Regions from separate parts of the Macaca mulatta genome. Here region 1 is linked to region 2. Evidence: chromatin contacts called from public Hi-C data. All regions are on one chromosome and are shown on one strand. Each heading gives the region's core, a stretch centred on a gene start, on an enhancer-like site or on the middle of the called end of the contact. The rest is flanking DNA. Distances are from core to core; before and after follow the strand shown.

Region 1 (5,255 bases), core at 1,667-4,166, 210 kb before region 2:
TATGGGGGCTGAGGTTTCAGGGACAGACCCTAATGGATTCTTTGAAATGCATTTCTTTGATCCCCCACCTCCTGAACCTGCCTCTAAACCTTTTTCCAAAACCTCTCACAATGGAACCATTGTTCCTTCTCCATATAACGACAAGACCAAGATAGCGATGGTAGAAGTTAAAGACTTAAAACAAACTTTGGCAATTGAGACAGGATACCAAAATGTAAATGCCACTGAATCAAATATTCTGTCCACACGTTAAACAAAAGCAATTTTTATGCTTGTGTGCACAGCAGGCCAGAGGCCCAAATTGTCACCTTTCCACTAGGATGGCCCTCCAGTAAACCAGACATGGGCTGCATGGTAGCTCTTTTCCAAGATTCTACAGCCTAGGGTAACAAGTCGTGCCAAGCTCTCCCTCTGCTATATCTCAAACTCCAGCACCCTGTGGGTCAGCTCCTGAGGGCCATCCAGCTTTCATCTCCCAACACTAAGTTCACTTCGCATCTCTCATGACAGACAGGAAAATTAGCATTCCTTGGAGACCTGAAAGGATGCAGTGAGCTTAATAATTTTCAAGAGCTTATCAGTCGGCCCTTGTTCATCCCTGAGCGGGTGTGTGGTGGTGTTGTGGTGGACCTTTACTGGATACTCTGCCAAATAACTGGAGTGGCAGTTGTGCTTTAGTCCAATTGGGTATCCCTTTTGCCCTGGCATTTCATCAACCAGAGGAAAGAAAAATAAGACATCTTAAAGAGAGAAAAGCCCCTTCTAAGTCTTTTGGCTCTCACATCTAGACACAATTAAAGACCCACCAGGAATAACGGATCCATTTGAAGCCCAAAATCAAATAGCTGCAGGATTTGAGTCAATATTTTGGTAGGTGACAGTTAATAAAAATGTAGATTGGATAAACTACATCTATTACAACCAACAGTGATTTATTAACTACATTAGAGCTGCTGTTAAAGGAACAGCTGAAGAATTAGGGGCTACTAGCCAGATGGCTTGGGAAAATAGGATAGCCTTAGACATATTAGCAAAACCAGGAGTTTGTGTCATAATTAAAACTCAATGTTACACCTTCATCCCAAACAACCCTGCCCCTAATAAAAGTATAACAAAGGCATTACAAGGTCTGACTGCTCTGTCCAATGAGTTAGCCAGCAACTCAGGGGTAAATGACCCCTTTACAGGATGGCTAGAAAAAATAAAAAAAAGAAAAAGAAGTAGTTCGGTAAATGGAAAGGAATTATAGCCCCAATTCTTACTTCCCTCGCAGCCATACTAGGTGTACTTATTCTTGTCGGGTGCTGTGTCATACCACACATCCATAGGTAGATGCAGAGGCTCATAAAAACGGCACTTACTAAAACCTCCCTTAACTATCCTCCACCTTATCCAGAGAAGCTTTTTCTTTTTAAAAAATCAAGCAAAACAACCAAGCCAAGACATGTTAAAAAAAAGTTTAAAAACAAAGCTGTAAGGAAGTACAAGGGGAGGGATTGTTAGATATGAGCTCAAAATTTCTTTTCAAAGAATGTCAGTATGTTCAATTCTTTGTCTTCTACTTTTAAACTTCCTCATAAAGCAACCTTTTCCCAATTACCTGCTCCACCCTAACTCATTCCAATTATCTGCTACCTGCTCTGCCCTGACTCCTGCCAACGCACTCACCCCATCCTTCTCTTTAAATTCGCCAGTTGGAATTAGTTTAGCCTGTGCGGTCTAATCCTAGCCAATAGGGGAAGAACACAGCAGCAGGTGCCACGTGCGTCAGGGTTAAGAACCCCTTCCCCTCCCTTGTCCAAGTGTGCGCTCACCATTGTTCCATATGTAAGGGCACACTCTTCTATATAGAAGTAACTTGCCTTGCTGAGAAAAAGTAAATTTTATATTCGAGTGCTATTTCTTTTGCGGCACTGAAACTTTATATATAATAGTTTTACTTACACACTCAAACCAAATAACTAAAGATTTGATAGCTGGATGGATGAAACTTTGGAGTTCATGGGCAAATAATTACCAGATGCTGGAGTGTAAACTGGCATAAGGATTATGGAGTGCACCCATCCTATGAACCTGCTGTTTTATTGTAGTCTATATACTAGAGCAGTGTTTCCAACTGTGTAATACGACCCATTGAAGATTCACAAATTAGTTTACTGGGTGAGAACAAACATCTTTTAATAGGTTCGAACAGTGTTAACCTTAATTTTCTGTCTGTCAACAAATTTAAAGTACAAGACAGACACAATTCTAATGCTTTGGGATGCACCTGCAAAAAGCAGATGTGGGTTCCATAACCGCAGTACCTTTCACTAACAAAAAGAACTGTAGCTAAAGGTGGATATCACCCACTGCTGCGCCCACATGGCGCTTCTCCATCCTCCCCACAGCGTTCCAGTCTGGGTTTGATAAAGACGCGGAATCCAGCTGGAAGCAGTGGCTCACTTCTGTAACCCCAGAACTTTGGGAAGCTGAGGCAGGTGGATCACAAGGTCAGGAGTTCAAGACCAGCCTGGCCAACATAGTGAACTCCTGTCTCTACTAAAAATACAAAAATTTGCCAGGCGTGGTGGTGGGCGCCTGTAGTCCCAGCACCACAGAGGTTGAGGCCCGAGAATCGCTTGAACCCGGGAGGCGGAGGTTGCAGTGAACCGAGACTGCGCCACTGCCCTCCAGACCAGGGGACTAAGCGAGACTCCGTCTTCAAAACAAAACAAAAACAAGCGGAATCCACCCTGCTGTCCCATGGAGAGCGCAATCCTCACCCTCAGGCCACAGGACACTGCAGCAGAATTGACTCCCTGAAGTTAACACATTTCCTCCCTGGGTGGGTCGGACACCGCAGAGGCGCGTGGGAAATGTAGTCTCTCTCCAATGACGCCACCAGCACAGGACCAAGGGAAAAGAGCTTCCGGGTTCCTTCCGCGCATGCCCTGCCCCACTCCGCCGTCGCTCCTGGTAAATTTGAACCCTGCAGCTCTCTGGACTACTCCGCAGGTCTGGGGTGGGGTTGGGCGTCCCTGAAGTTGGTTGCGAAGGCGGAAGGGGAGACCACCAGCCTTGGGGGTTCGTGGGTGGGCGTACTGAGCTCCCTTGGTTGGAGCAGGCAAAGGGGCGGATTTGAGGCCGCCGGGCCTAAAGCATAGATGTGGGGCTGAAGTGCGGGGCGACTGGGGTTGTGCTGTCCCTGGCTGCGTCCGAGGCTGTGCTCCCCCGGTGGGCAGATGTGGCCTCTGGTCTCAGAAGAGGGTTCCAAGAGGGCGCGGCCAGGGTCCACCGGAGATGGAAGGGATATTGAGGGCTGGGAGCTGGCGGGTCTCCCTAGGAAGGAAGGAAATCCTCCAGTGTTAAACTGTTTACACTGAAAATCTGCTGTTCAGTGTAGTCACCTAAATGTATGATTTTAGCTAGATCTGGGTCACTTGCTAAAACTTTTCCATCAGCATTTGCTGCTTCACCTTGCATTTTTATGTTATGGAGACAGTTTTGTTCCTTGAACCTCACGAACCAACTTCTTGCTGGTATCTTCTGCAATTTCTTCATCTCTCTTGGTCTTTATAGAGCTGAAGAGACTTGTATCCAGACCACTCACTCTTTACCTGTATCAGCAATAAAACTGTTTCACTTTCCTGTACTCGTTTGTTCACTGGAATAGCGTATTTCCTTTCTCATTGCACTCACAACTTGGCTAAGTGGTGCAAGAGGCCTAACTTTTGGCCTCTGTTTTTGACATGCATCCCTCAGTAAACTTAATTATCTCTGGTTTTTGATGTAAAGTGAGAGATGTGCGACTCTTCTTTTTACTTGAACACTTAGAGACCATTATACGGTTATTAATTGGCCTAATTTTAATGTTTTTGTGACTCAGGTGAGGAGACCACCCCCTCATATCGTCTTATGCCCAATTTCTGCCTCCAAAGAAAGAACAAGTAAAAACTAAAAGGCAGAAATGAAATCCACAGGCAGACAGCCTGCCACCACACCCTGGGCCTGGTAAATATTGACTCCTGACCTAAGGGTTATGTTATCTATAGATTACAGACATTATATAGAAATGCACTGTGAAAATCCCATCCTGTTTTGTTCCGATCTAATTACTGGTGCATGCAGCCCCCAGTCACATACCCCCTGCTTGCTTAATCAATCACAACCCCCTCACATGCACCCCCTTAGAGTTGTGAGCCCTTGAAAGGGACAGGAATTGCTCACTCCGGGAGCTCGGCTCTTGAGACAGGAGTCTTGCTGATGCCCTCGGCTAAATAAACGCCTTCCTTCTTTAACTCGGTGTCTGAGGAGTTTTGTCTGTTGCTCGTCCTGCTACATTTCTTGGTTCCCTGACCAGGAAACAAGGTGATTGGCGGATAGTCGAGGCAGCTCCTTGGGCGGCTTAAGCCTGCCCTGTGGAACATCCCTGCAGGGGACTCTGATCAGCCTGAGTGACACGGATCCTGAGCACTCCTGGGTAGGCGTTTGCCCCACTGGGACACCTTGCCAGAGCAGTGTGTGACAGGCCCCCATGGAGGATCAACGCAATGGCTGAACACCAGGGAGGAACTAGTACTTGGAGTCTGGACATCTGAAACTTGGTAAGACTAGTCTTGAGAACTTGCCCACTCCTTTTGAGTGGAAGTGTGGCCTGATCACCCACGGCATGCCTTTATTGGCACTTAGGTTTGGTTTTGGTTTTGGTTTTGGTTTTGACTTGGTTTGAATTGCTTGACAGGACTGGTCTTAGGAACTTGCCCACTCTATTTAGTGGAAACATGGCCTGATCACCCACGGTGTGCCTTTATCGGCACTTTCATTTTGGTTTTGACTTGGTTTAAATTGCTTGACAGGACTGGTCTTGGGAACTTGTCTACTCCATTTGAGTGGAAGCGTGGCCTGATCACCCACAGTGTGCATGTACCAGCACTTTGGTTTTTGTTTTTGACTTGACTTGGATTGCTTGATACTTTGGTTTTGGTTTTGACCTGGCTTAGATTTCCTGATACTCTGATTTTGGTTTTGGTTCTGGTTTGGTGTAAACTGTAAAAGTGTGTGTGTGCCCTTTTTACCCTTTGTTTTGTGGTGTGCGTGTGGTGTGAGCATGGTGTTTTGTCTCGAGGAAACATGGGTCAGGCACAAAGTAAGCCCACCCCACTAGGAACTATGTTGAAAAACTTCAAAAAAGGATTTAAGGGAGACTATGGAGTCACCATGACACCAGGAAAACTTAGAACTTTGTGTGAGATAGACTGGCCAGCATTAGAGGT
Region 2 (4,628 bases), core at 1,161-3,660:
AAATACAAAAAATTAGCCGGGCATGGTGGCGGGCACCTGTAGTCCCAGCTACTCGGGAGGCTGAGGCAGGAGAATGGCATGAACACGGGAGGCTGAGCTTGCAGTGAGCTGAGAGTGCACCACTGCACTCCAACCTGGGCGACAGAGAGAGACTCTGTCTCAAAATAAATAAATAAATAAAAATAAATAAAAAAGAGTGGCTGAGGATACAACAAGCTGTAAAGTTTCCAAAGTGGAACCTCAACTCAAAGATATTGTACAAGGCATCTGTGCCTAGGAAAGATAAAAGCAGAGTGCCACAAATATTTCTTTACAATAGAGTGCCAGGGGGTTCTTCTCTGCTTTTACAAACAGAAAACAAATCTTTAAAGAGTGCCACAAGCATGGGTAACTAGTGAAACCCAATCTCTGCAAAAAAATAAAATAAAAAGAATTAGCCGGGCATGGCAGCACACACATTTAATCCTAGCCACTCAGGAGGCTGAGGCAGAAAAATCACCTGAGCCCAGGAGTTGGAGGCTGCAGTAAGCTATGACAATGTCACTGCATTCCAGCAGCCTGGATGACAGAGCAAGATCCTCTTAAAAACAACAACAAGCCAGGCGTGGTGGCTCATGCCTGTAATCCCAGCACTTTGGGAGGGCGAGCGGGCAGATCACGAGGTCAAGAGATCTAGACAATCCTGGCCAACATGTGAAACCCCATCTCTACTAAAAATACAAAAATTAGCCAGGTGTGGTAGCGCACACCTGTAGTCCCAGCTACTCAGGAGGCTGAGGCAGGAGAATCGCTTGAACCCAGGAGGCAGAGGTTGCAATGAGCCGAGATTATGCCACTGCACTCCAGCCTGTCAACAAAGCGAGACTCCAACTCAACCAAAAAAAAAAAAGCCGGGCAGGAAAAAAAACAACAACAGGCCAAGCGCCGTGGCTCACGCATGTAATCTCAGCACTCTGGGAGATCAAGGCGGGGGGATCACAAGGTCAGGAGTTGGAGACCTGCCTGACCAACACGATGAAACTAAAACACAAAATACTAAAAATACAAAAATTAGCTCAGGGTGGTGGCACGCGTCTGTAATCCCAGCTACTCAGGAGGCTGAGGCAGGAGAATCGCCTGAACCCGGTAAGCAGAGGTTGCAGTGAGCCAAGATCGCGCCACTGCACTCCAGCCTGGGCTACAGAGCGAGACTCCTTCTTAAAGAAAAAACAAAAACAAAACAACAATAGCAACAACAAAGAGTGCCCTCCAATGTTCTGTGAAAAAATGATTAATTAAAATATTGTGCCTGGAGTATGCAATAAAAGACAAATAGCTGACAATGTTGTGAATTGAAGAGGTGACGGTGGTTTTTGTGAATTTTGGAAAGAGACTGAAAATTTAGTATTTTATTGCAGGCCAGAGTTAGGCTGGGGGAGCAGGGGAGGAGATTTGAGACTCTGCTTTCCATGTATTTGGAAAATGCAGGGGAAAACCAGTCTCTTGTGCAGTGTTAAAATAATTAGCAGGCAATTAGACAGATGTGGCTCTAGTGTCTTGCGTTTCGACATGAAAAATACTAGTAGCTCAAATGCATTTCTTGTTAATGACTACCTTAAGTGGAAACAAAATCCAGGTTCAACCAATCGCAAAACTCCAATTAATCTCTAATTAAATAACCAGGAAATTTCCACGTGTACAGTCCAAATAAAGTGACTGTAACTGTCGCCAGTCAATTATTAAATTTGGCTTGCTTCCTCATGCACCCTACAAAAGCCTTTCCTTCAAGCACCTCCTCCATAAACCCACAAGCCACACACCATAGATGGGTGCTCTCCCATTCCAGAAACTCCCTTTGCTCAAACAAACTCTTCAAAGCTTTAAGAGTGACTCCCTTTATTTTTCACAGGAAAAAGGATGGACTGCACAGCTAAGATGAGCCCTATGGAACAGCTCTTCCCACGCATGTTTCGCACACCGAGTTGGGCTTCTCCCCGATGACCCTCCCCTCCGGACCAAGCACACAGTTTGGGGGACTGGCGGGGTGGCAGCTTCATAGCTGCCCAGAGAGGCCGGGGCGGAGGCCCGGGCGGAAGCCGCGGCGCAGCGATGGGAGGAGAATCACGCGGCGGCCCGGCCCCGCCCCTACCCAGAGGTGACAGATCCCACAGGTGCCAGCAGAGACTCCGGGCCGCGGACTCCGCAGCTGATGCGGGGAGGCCGGGCCGCCATCTTGGAACACCCTCCAGGGAACTCTCACCGTTTTCCGGATTTCGGTGTGTCCTGGCATCTTAGCTACGTAACTCCCAGCACCTGCAGGTCACAGGGAAACCAGACACTGCAGCAGCAGAGTCACCAGGGCCTCCCGCAGGTGAGGATAAATAGCGGAGAAGACGCGACCGAAGCTCCAACTGGAGCGCAAGACAAAGGCCCCGCCAGATCCCGGAAACCGCCTCTGCCTCTCAAGCTGCGCTCCTGATTGGACAATTCCCACGTCAATGTCCCTGATTGGACAGGGCTCCAGGACCCTCCTCCTTTGGTTATGAGTGACAGGAGATGAGGTCAGCAAAGGGGTTGAATGAGACTATTAATAAAATGGGCAATTTTTTTTTGTATCCTTCCAAAATTGTTCCATGTCTTTACATGTATACCATCTTTAATAAAGGGCGCACTCTTAAGCCAATCTGCAATCTTTTTTCCTGAGTGTCTGAACAGCATCATCATCATCTTCTGTTGGCGAGAAACCTGAAGATGAGTTTTCCTCCCAAAGCACAGACCAGTCAGAAGCCGAGGCGTGCTTGGGAATGCTGGCGGGTGGAAAGGGGAGGCTGCCTGTGCATTCCGGTGCGCCTGTGGGACTGTCCTAGCAAGCAGGACCCAGCTGTAGAACAACTACGCAATGCATGTGTTTCTGACCAAAGGGGACCTGCTGTCCACCCGCCTCCTCTGCTGGGCAGGGCAGCTAATGGTTGGGGTATTTACATCCAGGCAGGTGTCCCAGGCCAGTCCCCTGTCAACCCATCATAATAAAAAAGTCAGAATCTATTTTCAAAAGCATATTCAAGGGCACATGTTCAGGATACCTACCTGAGAGCATAAAGTTGCCCTGAATATACACTCCAATTAGTAGCCATTACAAGTGGATTTTGAGAAAAGACGCAGTTCCTAAAATTTTCATCAAAAATTTACATTAAAATCCATAAGCCACTGACTGGCTATACATTGTTCTTTGTATCACAAATTCCAGATGAGGCAGCTCCTTAGGAACAACATACCTTTAAACAATTGCCTCTGGGAAAGGGTGTGGAGGTGTGTCTCAAATCCCATACTCAAGTCTCTCTGGGCCAGAAAAATCTTTTGTACCTCACAGAGCTTCAGCTGTTCAGAGCTATTCTTCTTTTCTTATTCCCATAGTCGGTACACTTGGACCCTTAACAAGAAATAAGTTCAAACAGAAAATTTGCCAAGCCACAGGAATAATGGCCTGTCAGTGCCCTCCACGAAGCTGATTGTCACCTTCCTTCAACACCCTTTCCACTGCTTCCCCCCAGCACACACATCCTGGATCCCGGGAGAGAGGGGCTGAAGCACACCCAGACACATCTCACGACCACCACGAGCAAAACCAACCCCCTCCCCACCCCGGCCCTCCCCACACAGACACACACTGGCGCACTCGCGCAGGTACACACATACACACACACACAGAGAAAGAGACAGATAGTTTGAGGGAGAGCAAGAGAGAAAGGGATGGAGAGAAAAAGGGAGGAAGAGAGAGACAGCGATAGAGAGAGAGAGACAGAGTGACGGAGGGGAGAGAGAGAGAGAGAACGCGAAAGAAAGGGTGCATGGTGGAGGGGAAAGAAGAGAAAGGGTGAGGGAGATAGAGAGCGAGAGCCATACAACCTTAGAGAGGGAGTCCTCTGCTCTGGTAGACAGGGCCCCATTGAGCAGGCCTGGGTAGGGTGGAGGGTGCTTGGGCTGGGCCAGAACAGGGTGGCAGGCCGCCCACGCGGGTGAACCAAGGGAGCCCTGAAACGTGTTTTTTCTTGGATTGGTTGATTTGGGGGTGCGTTTCTTAGGGTTTTTCCTTTGTTGGCTCCTCCCTGTCCTCTTGGTGCGGTGGGCCCCGAGATTTGTAGAGTGCGCGCATCCGTCTAGCTAGAGCGGAGGCGACGAGCGTGCCCAGGGAGCCGGAGGCCTGCGTCTCTCTCGTGTCCTCGGGACTAGAGTTTACACGAAGTTGGTGGCAATGGGATTCTGGGTGCACAGGGACGGTTGTTTTGGTGGCTAATGAAGGCAATGACCTTCCCCGAGGGGGAAGCAGCCCATGCGTTCTGGAGCGGGGGTCTTGGCTGGCGTCTGCGGGGCCCGCTACCCCTGCCGGCCCCTTCCCTGGGCTTGGACGGTGGCGGCGGCGCCGCATGATTGAATTGAAGTGCTTGCGCCTCCCGGGAGCAGGAAGACACCCAGGACAGCAGGGAACCCGCCTCTACGCCTTCAGGGTCGGGCCCCGGCCAGCCACAACCCGGGCTCCTGCTGGGGCTGCGGCGAGGCGGGAGAGGTGGGATGCTGCTGCCTGGCGGTGGTGCAGTGGGGGACCCCTAGGTCCCGGGCTGCTGCGGGGGCGCAGCAGGGCGGAAAAGGGG

What was found. Hi-C and Micro-C count contacts between places; a contact is called where the count stands out from the background.
Region 1: a Hi-C map of fetal cortical plate shows a contact between it and region 2, with 2.0 times the contacts expected there. The contact joins the promoter of LOC114669944 here to the promoter of ZNF678 in region 2. A contact is called at or near these places in 2 of 14 Hi-C or Micro-C datasets (fetal cortex germinal zone and fetal cortical plate).

What each region holds. Positions count from the first base shown.
Region 1 is chr1:85,492,934-85,498,188 of T2T-MMU8v2.0, reverse strand. It overlaps LOC114669944 (zinc finger protein 717-like), which reads left to right and starts at 2,916. Exons shown (of 5, transcript XM_077939282.1): 1 at 2,916-2,997.
Region 2 is chr1:85,284,688-85,289,315 of T2T-MMU8v2.0, reverse strand. It overlaps ZNF678 (zinc finger protein 678), which reads right to left and starts at 2,410. Exons shown (of 5, transcript XM_077939114.1): 1 at 2,240-2,410.